Regions from separate parts of the Mus musculus genome. Here region 2 is linked to region 1. Evidence: chromatin contacts called from public HiChIP or PLAC-seq data. All regions are on one chromosome and are shown on one strand. The core of a region is the stretch at or near the end of the contact, and the rest is flanking DNA. Distances in the headings are between cores, read along the strand shown.

Region 1 (4,760 bases), core at 1,473-3,972:
GTAACACAGACTCTCTCGCAGACTACTTCGAATGCAGTGTAAACTCTGATCAGTGGCTTTAACATGCTGCTCTGTTAAGCCACATATATGCATATAGGTATACAGAGATAGTTACCCCAGCGATAGGATAGTTAACATTAGTAGCTGGGGTTGGAACTAGAGAAACTGCATTCATCGGCCAGATTAGAACTGGCTGGATTAAATGACACCTAAACTGCTGCCATGGAAACCACTGAGCCTTGCTAATTTACTGTTATTCAATACATTCTCACACTGTGGAAAGAAACCAGGTGTGGCAGTCACTCTCCTCCCTCAAAACTGAGTCAAAGGCCACGTGTAAAATGGTCTCCTAGAGAAAGGTATTACAGGCATCGATCATGTGCTTACAGCAGATAGGCTTCCTCATAGACGAGGCTGGCCTCAAACTCATTGTGTATCCAAAGACGACCGTGAGCTCCTGCTCTTCCTGCCTGAGTGCTGACAGTGCAGTCTGCACTATCACAACCGTTCCCTGCAGCGCTGGGGATTGAACCCACGCCTTCGTGTCTTTTAGGCAGTCTACCAAATGATCTACATTCCCAGCACCTCTTGTTCTTTCAAAGGAAGCTAGTAGCTTCTGTTCAGCTCGAGAAAACAATGTCTGGCAGCCAGACAGCAGTGGCACATACACTTAATCCCAACACTCGGGAGGCAGAGGTAGGTAGATTTCTGACTCAGTGGCCAGCCTGGTCTACAGAGTTCCAGGACAGCCAAGGCTACAGAGAATTTCTGTTTTCAAACAAACAAACAAACAAACAACAAAACAAAAAACAAAAGAATACTGAAAAGAATGGGTAGGCTTAGAGTTTTCAAAACCTTCTTTAATTATGGTTCTTTAAGACTTCAACCTCTGTTGTAGTCCAGCATCCACCAGAGTTAGGGAAAAAGAAAGGTTAATAGGAAATAGGGGTTGTGGACATGCTTAGAAATGGTTCTTTGGAGCTATTCAAATCTCTGTTGTCAGCAGTCTGGTCTACTAGCAAACTACCAAATCAGCAACAGCAGTCCAGTACACCAGTCCAGTATACATGGCAAACATAAATCCATAGCAGCCGCTAGGTCCAGAGGAAACCATGAGGTTCGACCTATCAGCACAAGTCCACAGAAGCAGGAAGAAGCCGCTGGAACACCACCATAAGTTCTTTGGTGCATTTTTCACTATGAAGTCACAACAAGCTAAGATCAGCGAATCAAGCAAGGCGAACCAATTGCAGGAGCACTGTCCGCCGTCTGTTGGGTTATACTTATGCTCTTTCCAAACATATGTCCCCTCAAGCATCCGCCGTAGCAAAACATCACACGCCCTTTCACTAGGCAGTTTTCAGAAAAACACCCTGCGCCTGTTCTCGGCAAAACACCGTTACATAAGACAGTTTCCAGAAAAACATCACATGATACAACTGAGTCCCTAACAAAACCAGAAATTCCCACTTCAACAAATGTCTGCTTAATGGCATTTGATTTCCATTAACAAATAAAATGCTTACTGAGTTTTCATCTCAGTGGAAGACACCCAACTTGCAGTTACCTTAATTCAGACTTTGTTGGGAATGGTTTATTTACAAGAAAGTAGCACTGTTGCCTTAAGGTAAGAGGACGGGAGCTGAGACAAGGTCTTGTTCTGCAGGTCAGGCTGGCTTGGGATTCATGACCTCCCACCTCTGCACCCTAACTTCTAGAATTACAAGGGTGACCCCCAAGACCTGCCTTGTGAGGCCCTTGTATAGACGTTAGCTGTTTTATTACATTTCCTATACTCGGTTTTCAGTCAAATATTCGATGATGATTGGGGAACAACAACAACATGGGTCATAGCAGGGCTGTCTCTTGCAATTCTAGAAGGGTTTGTGAGCCAGATACCCTCCATGCCTACACTGTTGAGATAAAGGACATGTAGGAACTTTGAATCATGTTGGCCAATGACAGAGCTTGAATTGATACCTACTCCTGAAGACAACAACTAATTTCTCTTTTTATTCCAAATTCTTTAGTCAGGGCAAATGAGACATTCAATCAGATAGGGAAAACTGACTTGAAAATAAAGGAAAGGAATTTGGTGCGAGCGCTTTGCCCCTTTCAACCAACCTGGTTTCCTTGTGTGTTGGTTATTTTGTGTGTTTGTTTATTTAAAGGTGTTTTTTGTTTGAGACGAGGTCTAACTCCAGATCCTCCTACCTTCTTGGTGCAGGAATACTTGAGAGTATCACCCGAGGAGGCAACTCCCATTTTAATTTCCTCTGTTTGAGAGCTAGCTCAGGCGCAGCACATTCTGAGTCTTCTTGGGTTGATTTTTTGTTTTGATTTGTTTGAGACTGTGTGTGTCTGTGTCTGTCTGTCTGTCTGTCTCTCTCTCTTTATCTCTCTCTCCCTCCTCCTGGCTGTTCTGGAGCACCCTGTGTGGATCAGGTTCCTCTAAACTCACAGAGATCCTCCAGCCTCTGCCTCCGGAGATCAAAGGGGTGTGCTATCCCGCCAGGCTTTGAAGATTTTGCCAATCAACCAGCAGCCGGGAGCCACGCAGCAGCAGCGGAGACAACCAGGAAGTACACAGCCCGCGTCGTCAAGGACCGAGCGCTTTTTAGCCCTCCTCCCGACCCGTAGCCGCGCGGAGTGCGCGCGAGCGACTCGCGCATAAAAGCCCGGCTCGGGGCGTCTAGGAGCCAGTGCTGCTTCCTGCTTCGGACGGAGCTGTTGGCGGAGCCGCGAAGATGGCGTCGACCAGCCGGTGAGTGCAACGGCCTCGGAGCGAGTGGAGCAGGGCATCGCGGGGCCCAGGTTCCTCCAGAAGGCCGCCGCGGGTGTCCCTTACCCACCTGAGTCATCGCCGCCCGGGTTTGACCCTGCGGATCCGCACGGCCCCGGCCTCCGTCTCCGGACCCTTCAACCGTCTTTGTGTCATGTTGATGTTTTCTGTGTATTTTCTCCCTTACGGCCCATCCAGCCGGAGGGGGCTGAAACCCCGTTTCCGAAGAGCTGGAAAAGCGACGTTCCAGGTCCCTATCGATCTGACAACCGCAAAGTTGAGAAACGTCAGCATTGGTTGTCTGGTGGCAAAGGGTCGCTAGCCCAATGGCCCCCCCAGAAGTGGAAACGAAAGCACATACGGAGACTTGATTCATTCTCCTAAAAGACCCCCTGTCCCCACCCCGAAAAGTATCATTGCGTACTCTGAAGGAGATGCTGTCTGCAGAAAATTAATTACATATGCTGGAAGTCATTTTAAATGTATTTTTAAAACGTAGTTTGCTTAATATCTACAGGAAATGCGTGTTGTGACCGCAGAGACAGCCTTTAATCTTGTGACCTCCAAAATGCTTTGCAGACCCTAATTATATCTCTTGTAACCACTATGAGGTAGATATTAGTATACTGGCATATGTGTAAACTGAGTCATGCCAGCGTGTTGACCTTTCGCGGGCCACTATACCTATTCTGATTATCCGTCCACTGGTCTCCAGTTAACACAGAATGTACAGAAAGTATCAAATTAAGTTCTGTTCTTTTGGCACTTTTTTTTTTTTTTCGGAGGTGGTTACTATGTGTGGAATTGGTAAACGTCACCGGGGGAAGCCATTATTTACAGAAACTTGGCCTTTCTGGGAACCTCCAAGTCTGCTGTTTATTATAAAAAGTGGGAGGTGGGCATAGGAAGCCTCGTGAACTTCTTGCGTGGAAGCAATGGGCAATCTTGTTTACTGATTTTATGATTTAATTAGATTAATTATGATTTAATCATTCCATCTGGGTGTGGTTTTGTCACGTAAGGCTTCCTTGTAGCGACATAGGAACCTTCAGCTTCCCCAAATACTATTGAAATTTCCCATGGGTGATGTGTTCATATGTAGGCACAGCTTACCATCTTAGGGAAAAGGAACTCCTGTATTCTTGAAACACAAGTTGTAGTGTTTAAATAGTACACATAGTAAAATCACTGGTTACAGTTTTTAAACTTTTCTTCACTTAAAAAAATCCCTTGAAATTAATTTCTTTTCTGGACAGCTAGTGTTTGATTTTGAGTTAGTGGTCTCGAATCTTCTGTCTCCACCTTGAAAACTGTGGGGTTGTAGATCTGCCCGGCCCTCATCCAGCTCTTAAGTCTGTGTCATTCCTGTTGCTATCAAGTTTTGCCAGCAGTGTGAATAGAGAGAAGTTGCCTGAGAGTTTGTCATACCTTGAGGGCGGCATGTAGGCACTAAGCATTGGCACTGGTTGGTGTTCTCGAAGAGAACATGTCCAGATTGATGCCCACTCTTTATTCCGACGTCAGTAAATAACTTTTTGGCTGCGATCTGTAAAATGAAGATTGTGCCTATCTTTTAGGATGTTGTGCACATTGAGCATTCAAAATGTTTATGGGCGGGGGAGGGGGCTCCATGGTTAGGAACACTGGGTGCTTTTCCAGCACCCACATGGCAACTCATGAACTCCTAACTCAATTCCAGGGCATCTCTTCTGTCTCTGTAGGCACTAAGACATACATGCAGACAAAATGTTCATATTTAAATAATTTGGATAAATAAATAAATAATGTTTAAGGCGGTATCATTTAAATACTCTGCAAAGTTTTTCATGTTTCCCTCTTTTAAATGTTAGGGATTGAAACCAGGACTTATATATACTAGGCACGCATCTTCCACTAAGCTCCATTCTCAGCCTCTTTACCTACTTTTGTCTTTGAGGCTGTAGTGTCAGCTGCCTTGGAACTCCTATGTACAGTTATC
Region 2 (4,760 bases), core at 847-3,346, 91 kb after region 1:
TATTCATCTAACTACACAAATGATAATGGATATTAGTTTAACAGCACTGCTTTGAATATTTTTAAAGTCTGAGGGCAATCAATATACTGGTTTCCTCTGAGAAGAGTTGGGTTGTGGCTGAGATGGAAAAGAAGTTATTTCACTGTGTAGCATGTTTACATACCTCTGAAAGTACATATTACACTTATAGATAAGTACATCCTACTTAAATTTTTGGCATATTATATTTTACATCCAATCTTTAACTTATAATAAAAATATGTAGCATCTAAAGTTGGGGGAAAGATGGGCTAATGGTAGCATCTTATATAAAAGATGAAGGAACTGACTTCTATTAATTTGTTTCTAACATTCTTAAATATCTCCTTGACATTCTGACAGACAAAACATGCTATCAAAAACAAACAAAAAGCAAAACAGAAAACCTTAACACGCATGTCTATATAATATCTATTCTATACTCCATGCATCTCACCTAAGCTAATTCCTGAAATATGCATATTGGCTTTAAGTTTCTTATTTTTATCTAAGTGTATTTAGGATGATCTTCGTCCCGGTCTAAAATACTGTTGAAGTTTTTCAGTATTCATTCATTCACTCATTTGTCTGTTCACTCATTCAATCATTAATTCACTCACATAATGAGTGCTGGTAATAAAACTCAAGGTGCTTCACATGCTAGCCAAGCTCTCTACCGCTTCCCCACTTCTCCAGTTCCGTCAACAACTATCATCCAATGTGAGTCTCGTCATTTTATCTTTCAATTCACCTTAGGTTAGGTATTGAAATCACCAAAATATGACAACTGCCAACAAATAAGAAATTCCTACTGTAGAGTCTTATGTAAAGTAGAATGAGGCAAAAAATACTTTAGACAAAAAAAGACTTGAATCCCACTCCATTAGGTATTTTTATTTCAGTTCTTTTAAGCTCACTAGATAATATCGCAGAAATTCCTTTTTAACTTTTTGTTCTTAAATTAACATTATGCAATAAGTCACAAGTCCCTTAAAATTTCTTGGTTCGTGGTATCCTTATCATTTCAGTAATGTTTTTTTCCTCTTTGCAGGCAAAAAAAAAAACAAAAAACAAAAACAAAAACAACCACCCAATAGTTCTATTTAGTAAATTCTAAGGCCCAATTATCCTAATATTTGTGTTTTAACAACTTAGTCATGGTATACAGTAACAATATAAATTGAAACAAAAATTTAACATTTATATAACAATTTTAAAAGCTGTTAAAGATTAAAAACACCTCACATATTTGATTTTGATTCTTTGAAGACCCTTGCTTATTATTACACTTCAACTCTTATTTCTTTTCAAATTATTCTCCAAACTCCAACATTAACAAGCTATGGGAAATTCCTCTGAGAGACCATTTCTCTTGGCTCCATCACCACGCACGTTATACCTTTGGGATATACCACCTCTCTGCCTCCAACTATTTCTTCCAAGTTCCTTATTGGCCTGGGTAACTTTTTGTTTCAAAGTTCATGACAAAGAAAGAATTTCCTGCCAATGTTCTCCCCTGGGAGTTAAATGACTCTCCTATGTGTTGTACTAGGGATCTTGTTTAAATAATTATCCCTTTTGTTATCTGATCACTCCAAAGACTAAGAGAGGTTTGAGGGCAGAGCTTTTTTTTTTCCAGATAAAACTTTTTTTTTTTTAAAAGAGAAAGTAAAAAAGATGTCACTTAATCTGCAAGTGTGCACGCACACACACATTCTCTCCATTCTCTTTCTCTCTCTTCTCTCTTCTCTCTCCCTCCAAAGAATGCATGCTTCTGTCTTTCTGACAAAAGTATACTCCCGAAGTTCAGAGGGAACCTAGGATTCCAGCACTGGAAAGTCAGGTATGAGCTGTGACTGATAGCAGGTTGGCTCTCTCTGCTTTCCATAGAGCTGACTTTTTAGTTACCATAGTTTTATTCCCACTCACACACGCTTGCATTTCCAATAACCAAAATGAGGTGTTTAATCAGCTAAACTGTGATACTATCCCCAAAACATCAATCATAATGCCAGGCACCATTACTAGGCAATAATACTCTTAATCTGAATAAACTAAATTAGCTACCAAAAAATGTAGATAAGCAGTAGAAAATCCTTAGTGTAACTTCTGCCTTAGTATTTTCTGTTCAGGGAGAACTGACTGACTGTACCTACCTTAATTACCAGCTTCATGTTTTTATTCACTAGTTCAGAACTATTTTTAACTCCATAAATGTCATGCTGCCTCACAAAGTTGATACTTGTTTCATGTTTCTGCAGAAAGTACAGTGTAGTATGCCTATTATCCCAGGACCTGGGACGCAAAGACAGAAAAACTGAGACTAACTGGCCTGGCAGCAGTTCAAGGCCTGCCTGAGCTACATGGTGAGACCTTATCTGGAAAAACAAAGTGGCAAGGAGTTGTCTGGCTCGTTCTAGATCCTGGATTTGATTCCTACCACCACACTGTAAATAACAAAACCAAAGTTGGATCCAATTCCTAATTGCAAAGCCCCTTTTTATATTCATTAATATGCTCTGAAAGTATGACAGGACGAGAAAAACAAGGAGTCCATGAGCTAATTGTAAAGATTCCGCTAAAGTCTCAGCTGTGCAGCTCATCCACCATCACTGAGTGCACATAAAGAAGACCCATACTTCCCACCTTATCACTGGAAATGCATGTTTAGCCATTTCCTGCTAGTCAAAATCATCTAAATCTTGCTGCTTACATACATTCTAATTTTATTTTGCTTTGCTAAGACTCAAGTGTTAAAAAAAAAAAAACAAACAAAAACAAAACCAAAAAAAAAAACCAAAGAACAAAAAAAACTACTAATCTAAGTCAACATATACCAACTGATTGACCAAAATTGTTTTAATAAGGTTTTCATTATCAATCTCACTGACTAATATTGAAGCTGAAATGATGTAGTTTAAGTAAAGAGGTTTTAATTGGTAGAATAAAAACAACTAAATGAATAATAGACAAAGTAAAAGTTACAAGGATGTCAAAGGAAGCAAAATTCCTCACACAGAAATAAAAGTGTACCTGAATTATTTTCATTAAAGAAAATTGCTGCTGACAAAAAAGACTACACCTTTTTGCCCATGTGACAAAGATGATTACACCATTTTTTTGTCCATTGGACAAAGATTTTTAAAAATTATACTGCTGACTATACACAGCTCTAAGACTAATAGCCTTAATAGAAAGTTACTAATATAAGTAGAAACCTACAATTTCTTTTGATGTAGTAATTCTAATCGTAGAAATATGACAAAAGAAAATAAATAGTAATTATTGCTAGCTAAAAACACCACAACTATAAAAGAATTTATCTTTATCAGTAAAAAACAATCAGGATGCTACTTAAGTGTCATTACAAAAGCTTACAGAATAAACACATTTCTCTTATTTATGGCTTTCATTAACCAACTCACAACAGTATATCTGACTTGGCATATTGCTAAGTATACATAGCTTTATTTCAAATGTTATGTTTAATATAAGAAGAGAAAAAGATATTGAAATAGTCACAACTATCTCTGGATCAAAGTATTAACAGGTATTTTTAGTCTGTTCATCCAAATTGTATATATTCTCTCTGCCTTGGAAATAATTTTTTCTATTCTTCTAGCCTGCCTAATAAGAATATTATTTAGAAGGAACCAAAAGTTACACCTCCTACACTGTCTACCCTTGGCCTCAATCCCCTTCCTCTTCTAAATAGTCCCTCCTCTTGTTTCATGTCTTATATGTTTGGTGTGTATGTGTGCATGTGTGCTTATTTTATCTAGATTTGGTATTATGAGAGAAAATACGAGATTTGTCTTTTTGAAATGTGGCTTATTTCACTTAACATGAGAAAGTAAAATAACACTCTTCTATCCACTTTCTTGCAAATAACATAATTTAATTCTTCTTTGCAGCTTGAGTAAAACTCTACTATGTATATATTCTGCATTTTCTTTGTCCATTTATCTACTTACAAACATCTATGCTGACTATACATTGACTTTTGTGAAGACGTCTTTACGATGCCCAAATTCTCTGCTATATGTCGACCTAAGTCCTTCGGCTATATGTACTCAGAGAGGCACATCATCATATGGCTATTCTACTTTCAATATTCATATTGATTGGCACAGCAAATGCATTAATTTACATCCCTCCACACAAATAATTTATGATGGTTTCTTTTCTCCAGCATTATAAATACTAATTTGACTATAGGAAAACACACATGAGGACCTCTTCTAACAATTTAATTCTTTAGCTATTACTATGATTAAATGAAAATTCAGGGAAGAATTTGGCAACAAAAATGATAGAGCTGTGTTAAGAAAAATGCAGGGAAGCCATGTTGAAGGGACAGTACACTAATACAAATGGCACTGAGTTACCCTCCTTCCTTTCATTCTGTCTCTGGGGTAGCCTTTGACTTGCTCTTTCTAAAGCTATGCGGTAAAAGCAACAGCAATATGACATTCAGGGAAATTTCAAGGTTGGCCTTAAGAAGACTCAAAGCTATTTATCATCAAAATTGTGATTATTAAATGTTACAAAAATCCTAGGCTCTTCTGCTAGCAAGAGCAGGGAGCCCTGGAAAGTGAGAGGTGCCACATGGACAGAGTTCACTTAAAAAAGAACAAAGTACCCCATTTGCCCCAGCTATTATAACTGAGATGCCAGACATTGAACCCATAGTGGTAATTCCAGCTTGCCACCAGCTGACTACAGCTGCATCAGTGAACTCA

The links. HiChIP or PLAC-seq counts read pairs in DNA pulled down with a chosen protein or histone mark.
Region 2: an H3K4me3 HiChIP or PLAC-seq map of the SCID.adh cell line shows a contact between it and region 1, with 13 read pairs. The contact joins the enhancer-like site here to the promoter of Gtf2b in region 1. A contact is called at or near these places in 8 of 39 promoter capture datasets (the C10 cell line, the HPC-7 cell line, cranial neural crest and 5 more), 2 of 484 Hi-C or Micro-C datasets (the G1E-ER4 cell line and cortical neurons), 4 of 115 datasets of contacts at active chromatin or transcription factors (the SCID.adh cell line, embryonic stem cells and memory CD8 T cells) and 4 of 9 other capture datasets (adipose tissue, embryonic stem cells, liver and 1 more).

What each region holds. Positions count from the first base shown.
Region 1 is chr3:142,762,525-142,767,284 of GRCm38.p6, forward strand. It overlaps Gtf2b (general transcription factor IIB), which reads left to right and starts at 2,723. Exons shown (of 7, transcript NM_145546.1): 1 at 2,723-2,764. The coding sequence starts at 2,748.
Region 2 is chr3:142,854,640-142,859,399 of GRCm38.p6, forward strand. All of the region lies in intron 1 of Pkn2 (protein kinase N2), which reads right to left. Among named protein-coding and RNA genes, the nearest start is that of Pkn2, 25 kb to the right of the region's middle. Within about 2 kb of position 2,097, at least 21 of the 459 cell types and tissues checked have an H3K27ac peak or open chromatin away from gene starts, as enhancers often do. A contact at or near this core is called in the G1E-ER4 cell line, the SCID.adh cell line and adipose tissue, where this site is marked.